Linked DNA regions of Danio rerio: region 2 is linked to region 1. Evidence: chromatin contacts called from public Micro-C data. All regions are on one chromosome and are shown on one strand. Each heading gives the region's core, a stretch centred on a gene start, on an enhancer-like site or on the middle of the called end of the contact. The rest is flanking DNA. Distances are from core to core; before and after follow the strand shown.

The links. A called contact is a pair of places that touch in the nucleus more often than the background predicts.
Region 2: a Micro-C map of caudal fin shows a contact between it and region 1, with 7 times the contacts expected there. The contact joins the enhancer-like site here to the promoter of osr1 in region 1. A contact is called at or near these places in 2 of 18 Hi-C or Micro-C datasets (caudal fin and an unstated tissue) and 1 of 4 datasets of contacts at active chromatin or transcription factors (caudal fin).

The regions. Positions count from the first base shown.
Region 1 is chr13:35,548,669-35,554,383 of GRCz12tu, forward strand. osr1 (odd-skipped related transcription factor 1) reads left to right here and starts at 3,303. Exons shown (of 3, transcript NM_001006079.1): 1 at 3,303-3,562.
Region 2 is chr13:35,833,029-35,838,477 of GRCz12tu, forward strand. No RefSeq gene overlaps it. Among named protein-coding and RNA genes, the nearest start is that of nt5c1ba, 18 kb to the right of the region's middle. Within about 2 kb of position 2,878, at least 3 of the 62 cell types and tissues checked have an H3K27ac peak or open chromatin away from gene starts, as enhancers often do. A contact at or near this core is called in caudal fin, where this site is marked.

The DNA.
Region 1 (5,715 bases), core at 2,053-4,552:
TATACAAATCTGCTGTTTCAAACTGTTGAATGAATTTTCTTTCTCGCATTCACATTGGTATGAACCATAATAGGGATGGACAAATGTATATTTATATTATCTATTGTTTTAATTATTAACATTACTATTTAAGATACAGTTCAAAGCGAACTATTTTTTCAGTATTAAAGAGCTGACCACCCATACATCTTGTTTTCATCTCTTTCAGGGGGGAACAAGTGTTAATTAAAGGGGGGCAATCCCCCCAAACCTCCTGGTAAATCATGGTTTAGGCAACCATAAAATTTGCAAACTACAGAATTCATCAGCAAAAGTGCCAAACCCGACTCACATATGACATAAAAGCAATATTCATTCATTCATTTTCTTTTTGGCTTAGTCGCTTTATTAATCTGGGTTTGCCACAGCGGAATGAACCACCAACTTATCCAACATATGTTTTACACAGCAGATGCCCTTCCAACTGCAACCCATCCCTGGAAAAACAACCACACACTCATACACTACGGACAATTTAGCCTTCCCAATCCACCTGTAGCACATGTCTTTGGACTTGTGGCAGAAACCGAAGCACCCAGAGGAGTGCTACATGACCGTGGGGAGAACATGCAAACTCTACACAGAAATGCCAAATTACCCAGACTCAAACCAGTGACCTTCTTGCTGTGAGGCAACAGCACTAACCACTGCGCTACAGCGTCGCCCATAAAATCGATATTACTCCGTAAATAAAATGCTATTTTTTATTCAACCACAGATGGCGGTATAGAGTGCAAAGTTGAAGAAATTAGTTTTATGTTTTATACATGAGATTGGCGGATTAATCTTTAGTAAAACATTGTGTAGAACTTAAATGGAAATTGTGACATCCATGCTGTTTTAACTTGTAGCACAATTTAAGTTTGTCTTAGAAAAATATATTAACGTGACGTGCATATCGGGCTCTTAAAAAGCGTGATGGACGCAGGCAGGGGCCTGTATTTAGACAGCCGTCAGTAGTTCAGAATTTGAGAGCAGCTCTCTGACTTCACAGACTTTGAAATGTTAAACTTTCAGTGGCTGAAGTGTTTAGATTAGCGAAAGTGATGTAAATAGACGTGATGAAATATGTAAGTGAGCTGTAAACAGTTCTTTTTATCTCCAGGCAGCCGCGTGTGCGTTCGTGTGCATGTGCAGAGCGCATTGTGTGTGTGAGTCGCGCTTCAAACATGCGCAACTCGCGCTCGCACCAAATCTATTCTTTACAGTTTGTTTTCTTTTTCCCTCCAAAAATGTAAATGATGTCTCGCTGCTGTTTTTTATTATATGCAGCCGAGGAGTGGGCGCACGGCTTCTGTGGCAGGGTTTGCTGATTAATTTCCTGAGGTCAGGGATATTGCTCTGTGCTCAGTGATGCAACATGGACTCACAGACAGCCAGAATTTTCTCATAAAATCAACAGAGCAAATTCAGCCGGAATAAACTGCACGGGCCCTTGCACTCAGCACTTTACTGTCTCTACGTAGATGATCGGTAAAACGATAGTTTATGTGTTTGAAATCAGATAAAAAGTAACAATTCCATCCCTCGTATGAGACTTCTAATCAAACATCTGAGTTTAAAACAAAACCCTCCAAACATCTCACACTTGAATACACACTCTCATTACAGAGCCTTATGGTCTGAATTTGTACTTAGCCTACAGTAGTTTTTTCACTCATCAGACTTTTTAAACACGCGTCAAAAGAATGAATCAGAATATCAGGGCTGCCAAATGTACATAGCCTACAGCTTGTAGCAAACACACACTGAACCAGCTAAACAAAAGGTATGGCTCACTTAAAAATGACGGGTACTAAGTTAGCCTATATGAAAACATGACTTGTGCTGAATTCTGCACAAAAGTATTTCTCCAGGAGTAGAGTTGAACGCTTCTGCAGTAGCAATATATTAACATTTTACGCCCTCTTGCCACCAGGTGGCGCGTTTTGAGCGAGTAACAGAGGCGCACCCGCGTCCTAACCCTCAGAAAGTGTCCCTGCGTCTCTCACGAAGGAACCTGCATTTTGCATCTCATAGCAATTTATTGGTGTGACGTCACAGCAGATTTCCCAAGTTAAAAAAGAACCACTGAACATGAAGCCTATTCTTTGTTTTCAAAACAGATGTGTGAGTGTGTGTGTGTGTGTGTGTATATATATATATATATATATATATATATATATATATATATATATATATATATATATATATATATATATATATATATTTTTTTTTTGTCTTAAAGGGTATACATTTACTCCGTACATGTAAAACTACTTGTTGAAACCAAATAACGCATGCCAATTTGATCGTTTGTCTTTTTTATTTTCATTTTAAATTGTACTCACTTTTCTTTCTCTCTTATATACACAACTGTGAGATTACGTGAATTTTTCACCTTCACAGTTTACACTAGCCTAGGTGTGTTTGACCCCAAGAGGAAAAGTTTATAGCAAGAATTTCCACCCCCTTTCAGTTTGTATCAAAGAGAAATGCTCAAACTTCTCGAATTCACCTTTCCTCCGTGGCGAAAATGAAGCCCGTGCTCTTAATCTGTCTTCACTGGGGTCGGGGTGACAAATTGACTAATGGTTTTGGGACGTTAAAAACTAGTCTCTCATTTCTTTCTTGCGGAGAGCCCAAGTTAAAGGTGACAGTTGTATATTTACCTTAATTAATACAAAGCGAGGCTTGATTTGTTGCTGCCTCCACCTCGCACAGAAGCTCGTTTTAAACAAAAATTCTCCGACTTTCTGCTTCATGTTCATCGCAGAGCTAAAGACGAGAATATTTTAATCCAATGCATTTATGTTATTTTGCTATAGTAATACTTTTAATTAATTGTTTTGTGTCATACAACAGCATAATTAATAATAATAATAATAATAATAATAATAATAATAATAATAATAATAATAATGTATAAATAGTAAAGAAACCCATTATTTAATGCTAAACATAATTTAATGCAAAATGCGATTAACATTACTATTATTATTATTGTTGTTGTTATTATTATTATTATATATTTTCTCGTTTGGCCTTCTTGATATATTTCTAATCAGCGTGCAAAGTAGACGTTCTGCAAACTTTAATGCCTACAGAAAAGTTTGAAAAGTTACAGTGGAGCTCAGTAGTCTGACATGCAGGCTGTGTTGGGTCCTCTAGCGTCGAGCGCTGCTGTACCAGTGGAGGAAACTTCACTTCAGCATGCTGGGGGTTTGCCTGCGTGACGTCGCGGGTTGGGTTACAATAAAGAGGCGGTTTGACTTTGGGACCACAAGACAGAGCTAGAGTAAGAGAGTGAAAGAGAGAGAGAGTTTCTACCCCGAGTAACCAAATACTCACAGCGCACAACCGCTGGACCACAGCTGTGCGAACTTCAGGGTTTTCCCGTGTCTCTGCTGCGAGAACATGCTGAGGAAGACGAACATTTCTCCGATCCGCTGAGTTTTGCACTGAATTTTGAAACGCCGCAGGAAGACTAAGTGACTGTATCTGAATCCTCTTATTTTGGATCGTCTCGCTTCACAAAGAACTGGTAAATGTTTTACTGCTTTTTATTGAATATTTTTGACAAGCTTTCACTTCTAATGTAAGACATGTCTGTGTATTTCCTGCAGTAGGCGTGAACAACTAAAATGCAACGTTAAAGTCAGGCGATAAATTGCTTCTGAATTATGACCAGCAGAATTTGTAAAAAAAAAAAGTATGTCGGTAAAAATATTTGCAGCAGTCGTTGAATCAGGTTAACTGGATTGCATAAAGAAAGAAAGTAACTAATGTGCGAGTCTTGATGATGGTGAACGGGTCAGTCATCAACAGGTGGGATGCGAAATCCACAGCTCTTAAAATTGATGTTAACACATTAAAATACTTGTTTCAGAAATTAAATAATCTGTTTTTTACTTCTTGTATGTTAATCAGCAAACCTAAAATTGGTATGTGTGAGATTTTTTTATCTAGTCTGTGGAAAGCAGAAAAGCCGTTTTAATGTCATCCAGTGTTTTTCGTTTAAAACTTTAACAAATTCGTTAAAACTATTTGTAAATGCACCTCTAAAAAGCTATATATTATTTGAAACGATGCGTGGCCCTGCGGTCGGTGATCTCGGAGTCTTGGTTCGTCTGTGCTTTGAATGGTCCTCTACAGTTTTACAGTGATGCTCGTTGTTAAAATTAACATTTATTCGTTTTTTTCGATTCTTCTTAACCGGTGTTTGTAAACATTATATGCTTTGAAGATTTAGCAAAATAAAAATAAAACCAAATCTATTCTGATATTTAAGAAAATACTACAATGTAGCGACATATTTAATATTTTTTTCGAATAATATAAATTAAGGGAACAAAACGTCGTTTCTCATTAATGAAAATGAATATATATATATATATATATATATATATATATATATATATATATATATATATATATATATATATATATATATATATAAAGCGTATTTTAAATGTCCAACGTTTCTTTTAATAAGAAACATTTAGCTTAATTTATCAATTGTTACAATGCCTATAATGCCAACTGTCCGAGATGACTTTTAAAGCATTTATTAGTTCTACTTTATTGTTTTACATTTTGTGAGGGAAAAATGAAAAGAATGTAACGTATTTCAATGCTGCATTAAACAAGGTCATTTAAATTCGATATTTGGATTTTTCCCCTTAGCTATATGTAAATGTATATTTCTAATAAATTCTAAAGTATATATTTGACTATACAAAGTGCATCACTCTAAATCAGACACAATCAGCAGACCTCATTATTTCTCCCTTTCAAACATCACATTTTCAATACGCTTCCCTGGGAATTACTACAGGCAAATGCATTTTATATCAATCTACAAACATAAATTGCCAGGCCTTCTCCACAGTACTTAAAAATATTTGTATATTTAGTCAACTGTTTGACGGTGCTTAATGAATGGTGTGTTTCCCTCTCCCCAGGGTTAAGTGATCACATCCTCTCAGGGGGCTGCGCGGAAAAAAGAAAACATACACTTACTTGATAATCGTTGCACGATTGACCAAAGGCCCGTCGTTAAGGCAAGAACCTCGAGACCGTGATTAATTCCTGTAATACACGTCGTGATTTCTCTGATCTCTGCACGCGCGAGAGGCGCACATTCACACCTATCCAAAGATAAAACACTCGTGATCTCGGCGCGGTCATGGTGCTACTGATGAAAGCTGAGCCATCACAGTTATTGATAAAGTTTACTGGCTGACAGAGGCCACAACGAGGGCGCAAACGATAGACACTTGCAATGCTTCTCACAAAATCTGCACACTGATGAGTGTTTTGACTTTACATAAGCATGGGAATATCTATTTTAATGTGGAATGGCAGTATAGATTTTTTTGATATTAATAAATATTTTAAGGCAAAATTATTTCAGAGTGTTTCGAGGGGATCCTGTTATTGAGATCTATATCCCAAGGTGGAGAGGGGTAGTCGACCCTGAACTCAGCAAATTGTGGTGTGATTTTTGAGACTCTTTCACCACCTTGTCTGGGATAGACGTCTTTAGCCCCACAACACTGATTGTGCCTGACGTGGGGGACAAAATCTGTGAGATTTATCCAGACACAGTGCGCAAATCCGACTAATTAGCCAACAATGTCCCGGAAAAATGTCCAAGCACTTGTGAAATCCCACAATTCAGAAAGGTCTTTTCCC
Region 2 (5,449 bases), core at 1,628-4,127, 280 kb after region 1:
TTGTTTTCAGACCTTAAATATTGGGAAAAAATGGGATTTAAAAAGGATTTTTAATCCCAGATGTTCCTTGTGGTCTCAAACTTTCAATCTTAAAGTTAAAAGGATAGTTCACCCAAAAATAAAATTGTCATAATTTACTGACCTTTTACTTGCTTCAAACTTTTATGGGTTTCTTTCCTCTGTTGGACACAAAAGAAGACATTTTTAAGTAGGCTGGAAACTTGTAACCATTGACTTCCATTATATTTGTTTGTCTTACTATGAAAGTCAATTGTTTTTATTTTATTATTTATTAAATTATTTTATTAGGAATGTCCCATCGAGATCTCTCTTCCAACATGGAGTCCTGGTGAAGACAGGCAGTATAGGACAGAGTTACAAAAAAATCATATCACAACACACTGACAGTTTTAAAAATATTTTTAAATTTAGTGATAGTTGGTACAGATTTTATATGTAGTATATCTTGGAGCTCATTTCATAAATATGGAAAATTTACTAAACTCTGTTTGAAAAAATGGCATCTTAACCCTTTACCGCATGGTCTTGCCAAATGGCAAAATTTTATGTGTTAATTTCCCTGCCACCATTTCTTTAAGACCAACGTTCAATTTTTTGTTGTTGGAAAGAAAAAACCTTATAGCTTAGCCAATGATGTGCAGAAAATATTTATATTTACTGTATGTTGTGTAAATGATAATACAATATTATGTTTGTTTTCAATAATATTAATTTTAAAAAAATGGAATAAAAAAAGCTGCTGGAATATCAGTTGTTGAAAAGTATGTACAGTATAAGGTGTCATTTAAAAGTTCTGCGTTAAAGCTTATAATACTGCAACGATAATTAAATCATTTCATTCATTCATTCATTTTCTTTTCGGCTTAGTCCCTTTATTAACCAGGGGTCGCCACAGCCGGATAAACGGCCAACTTATCCAGCATATGTTTGACGAAATTTAGCTTACCCAATTCACCTATACCGCATATCTTTGGAGTTGTGGTGGAAACCAGAGCACATGGGGGAAATCCACACGAACACTGGGAGAACATGCAAACTCCACACAAAAACGCCAACTGACCCAGCCGAGGTTCGAATTAGTGACCTTCTTGCTGTGAGGCGAATGTGCTTCCCACTGGGCCACTGCGTCGCCCATTTAATCATTTCAAACATCAAAATAATTAATTTTAATTAAAATTCCTTATAAAAACGTTAGATCCACTATTGGATGCTATTGCCATATGGCAACATATCATAATTACCTTAAAAAATTTTCAAAAAATGTTTTACAGCACTTCAACTTAAGCCATTCTAAGAAAAGAAAAAGAGTCAAATATATTTATATTTTATAGATTTATCATAAATAGTGAGTAAACCTTCATTTTTGGGTTGTATATATGGAAATTTCCACTGCTCGCATCCACGGTGCAAGAGAGGACACCATCAGACTTTGGGCGCAAACTCTAGACAGACTTAAAGATTTACTAACTTGAATCAATGAGACATCAAAAAGCATGAACTTCTGGCTTCTGGCTTCTCACCCCCCTCCCCCCATTTTTTCCCCCTCATTTATTATTTATTCATTATTTCATTTTATTATTATATTATTTAATTATCTTTATTTAATTTTTATTTTTTATTTTCTCTCTTTCTCTTTTTATGGTAATTTAAGGTTCCCTGTTTGGGCTTCTAATAACTTTCATTGTCGTAGACTTTTTTCAGCACAGTTTTAAATACCTATCTCTGTGTATCACCATTCTTCTATTTAATTGTTCATTTTTGATTGGCTTAATTTTAACCTTACTTAACACTAAGTGCAGATTTGACTGATTGCCTTCTTTGGTTTAGAATTTTGTTTTATTTATTTGTATGCATGTGGCTATAAGTTTGTGTGTGTGTGTGTGTGTGTGTGTGTGTATGTATATCTGTGTTGATGTGTGTTCGTTTGTATGTGTATATACATATATGTATGTATGTATGTATATATATATATATATATATATATATATATATATATATATATATATATATATATATATATATATATATATATATATGTATATGTATATGTATGTATATGTACCAATTTATTTTATTTGCCATTTTTATTTGCATTATTATGTCCTTGTCATTATTCTTCAGTTTTTCCTTTTTACTGACAATATTGTTGTCATGGCTGACGCTATTATTAACACTATTATTTTACAACTTGTATATTGATTTATATATGTATATCTACACATTTTGTTTTATGCTGATTGTCTACGGCATGTTTTTCTGTGTTAAAAAAATACAAAATAAAATGAAAATTTGATGGAAAAAAAAAACTTCATTTTTGGGTGAACTATCCCTTTAAGTGTTCCAAACTGAGATTTTGTAGTAATGTGAGAGAATAAGCAATTTTGGATCTCCAAGAAACATGCAAGTGAAACGTTTTAAAAATAAATTTTGAATGAAATCTGAATATCTAATTAAAAGAATCTTCAAAGAACTGAGAGTTTTTATGAATGTCAAAGGTTCTTAGTGGAAGAGCTTTTAGGATGCCAATAAAGAACCATTATTTCTAAGAATGTGTGTGTGAGAGAGACCAATCTGGAAAAAGAAAGAGCAGGGGGAAAAAAGAAGCAAACAATCTGTGAAGTGTCTGCCGAGAGACAGATGGTGTAAAACAATGTCTTATTTCTGACCTCTAACCCTCTGCTTTACCCTACTGACGTGGATCTCTTATTATAACACTTCTGTACTCAGTTGAGCCTTTGACCTCAGCAGATCTGTGATCTTTCAGCGTGCACATGCATCTTTGTACACGCTTACAGAATAATAAAAACTATAATTCATCTTGTTCCATAACCAAATAGCAGAGTGATGACGTACAGGTTAATCTTGATCAACAGGTCACTGAGCAAGTGCTTACAAAGGAAATGACGTTCTCAAGTTGATAGACCTTCTAACAACTACCAGATTTCCTACAGCAGACCCAGACTTCAATTAAACCTTCACTTTAATACTCAGTCAAGTTAGTTTGTTCTCCTGATGTTTAGGCCTAGATGTACCTGATGTACTGGATTTACTGATGTCTATAAACAGCGGTAGACAGTAACAAATCTTAAATGTACTTGTTCAACCATCTGCACTTTGAGAATTTTAACTTCTCCACATTGCTTGGCAGCATCACATTGTACTTGTTACTGCACATATTCTCCATCATTTTGAACAGAAAAAACGATCGTCTTCTCCAAGGTGAGAATAGCAGTGTCTGATTTATGAACAGATTATTTTAAACAGTTAGGTCTATGAATTTGTTTGTAAACCACAGAACAATTTATTTGAGAATTGGACTGATCCAGGATTCTATGTATTTTTTTTTTTCAAATAAATAACTCTGAAAAGAAATTTGAATGATCCAATTGAGCCTCTAGTTAAAGGGAAACGGTCCAGTCACTGATTCAAATGATTCAGTCAGACAGAATGAGTGTACACTTAAAGATTCAGATGCAACAAGTCTCTGCTTAAAGATTTGATACAAATTATCAAATCAGAGTGAGTCTCCACTAAACGATTCACTCATTCAAATGATCCAGTTTAGTGATTCACTGATTCAAATGATTTAGTCATCTACACATTAGCAAATCTACTGTTAACATTTAATAAAAATAAAAAATAAAAATCACAAATCAAATTTTGATTTAATCATCATCAAATTGGTCCATGCCTATGCGAGTTTCTTTCCTAAATTGAATATTTTTAAGAAAAGCTGAAAAACAGTTCATAGTAAACTCATTCAAATGATCTGTTCTCCATTCAATGATTCACTGATTTAAATGATTTGATGTGGTTAGCAAAACTCACAAATCTCACTCAAAAACTTGCACAAAACACTATGCAGATCAGTAATTAAGTAAATAAAAATCATTTAGGTCTTGCCAGTTGTGAACAGGTAAGCTATTTTTTCCACTGTATGAAATGCTTGAATATGGACATGTCTGTATATGTGTATTACCGTATTAACAGGTTATGTGTTGGAAAGAATCAAATAATCAAAAATATTGTAAATTAATGCTTCTTTCCTGATCCAGTAGAACATTTTAGATAAAATGTTGAGTATATATTCATCAACATGTATTCTTTTAGATGCCTCATGGTATTTTTGTTTCGCTTGCTTGCCCTTTTTAACTCCAGCATTAAACGTCATTAGCAGTTAGTGTAAAACAAGGTTCATGCTAAAAGTTTACCTTTTTGATTCTAACAATTAAATAAATACAATTAAATCTGTTTTTGTGTGAGTGTTTTTTAATTAAGGCAAATTAAAAAGAAGTAAATAATACTTTTAGTAAAGTAATTTTTTTTAGGCATCTATATTTTTTTCTGGCCGTCATGGTGGCACAGTGAGTAGCCAGATCTCGCTGTCAAGCCTCGGCTGGGTCAGTTGGCATGTCTGTGTGGGGTTTGCATGTTCACACCGTGTTTGCGTGGGTTTCCTCTGGGTGCTCCAGTTTACCCAACAAGTTCAAAGATGTGGTAAAGGTGAATTGGGTAAGCTAAATTGTCCATAGTGTACGTGTAAATGAAAGTGTATGGGTGTTTCCCAGTGATGAGATGCAGCTGGATGGGCATCTGCTGCGTAAAACATATGCTTCATAAGCTGGCGGTTCATTCCACTGTAGCGACCCCAAATTAATAAAGGGACCAAGTTGAACAGAAAATGAAAGAATGAATTTTAAATACTTGACTTATGTACTGTGTCGATCATAGCATGCTAAAAAAAAAAACATTGGTTAATAAGCTTTGATAGCTAGATTTTACTAATTAACAGCATAATCCAACAGGCACATCAGCACCAACCCATCTTAAACAAACGTCGTCACAGAAATGCACACTGCTCTGAAATGCCAAAGACATGTTTTCCATTTACGAACATAAATGTTTGTCGCCCCTCAGTGGCCGCATATAAGAATGACCAGCTAACAGAAGGTTCATGTACAACAAACTGGCTGTTGCTTTGGCTTTTTTGAGCATCTTTATGTGTCGGGAATCTGCTAGTTATATTGATTGGAACAACACAGCAAGTATAAATCCAAAGTTATCCAAAAAGTTCTGAGGATAAACATACTGGATTTACCAACTAGTTAGCCAGAAAGCTTGCTGAATGCAGATTTTTTAGCAACATGACTGTTTCCCCTCTAACTTCCATAGCTGCTCGGATTGCTTACATCACTGTTTTGGCTATAGTTTGCACAGTAGGGGATCATGGGATGGTGAGAATGTGGCTACATCATGCCTGGCCTAATCCATTTCTCTTTCTCTCTTTCTCTCACTCATTCTTCAACACAAACAGTTAGAGGAAAGCACAGCACACTCGTTACCTCCAGTCCCGTTGCCAGAGAGGGGAAATAAACAGACCAAATTGGGAGTGTTTGGACTGAAATAAGATGAGCGGGAATCAGATTCA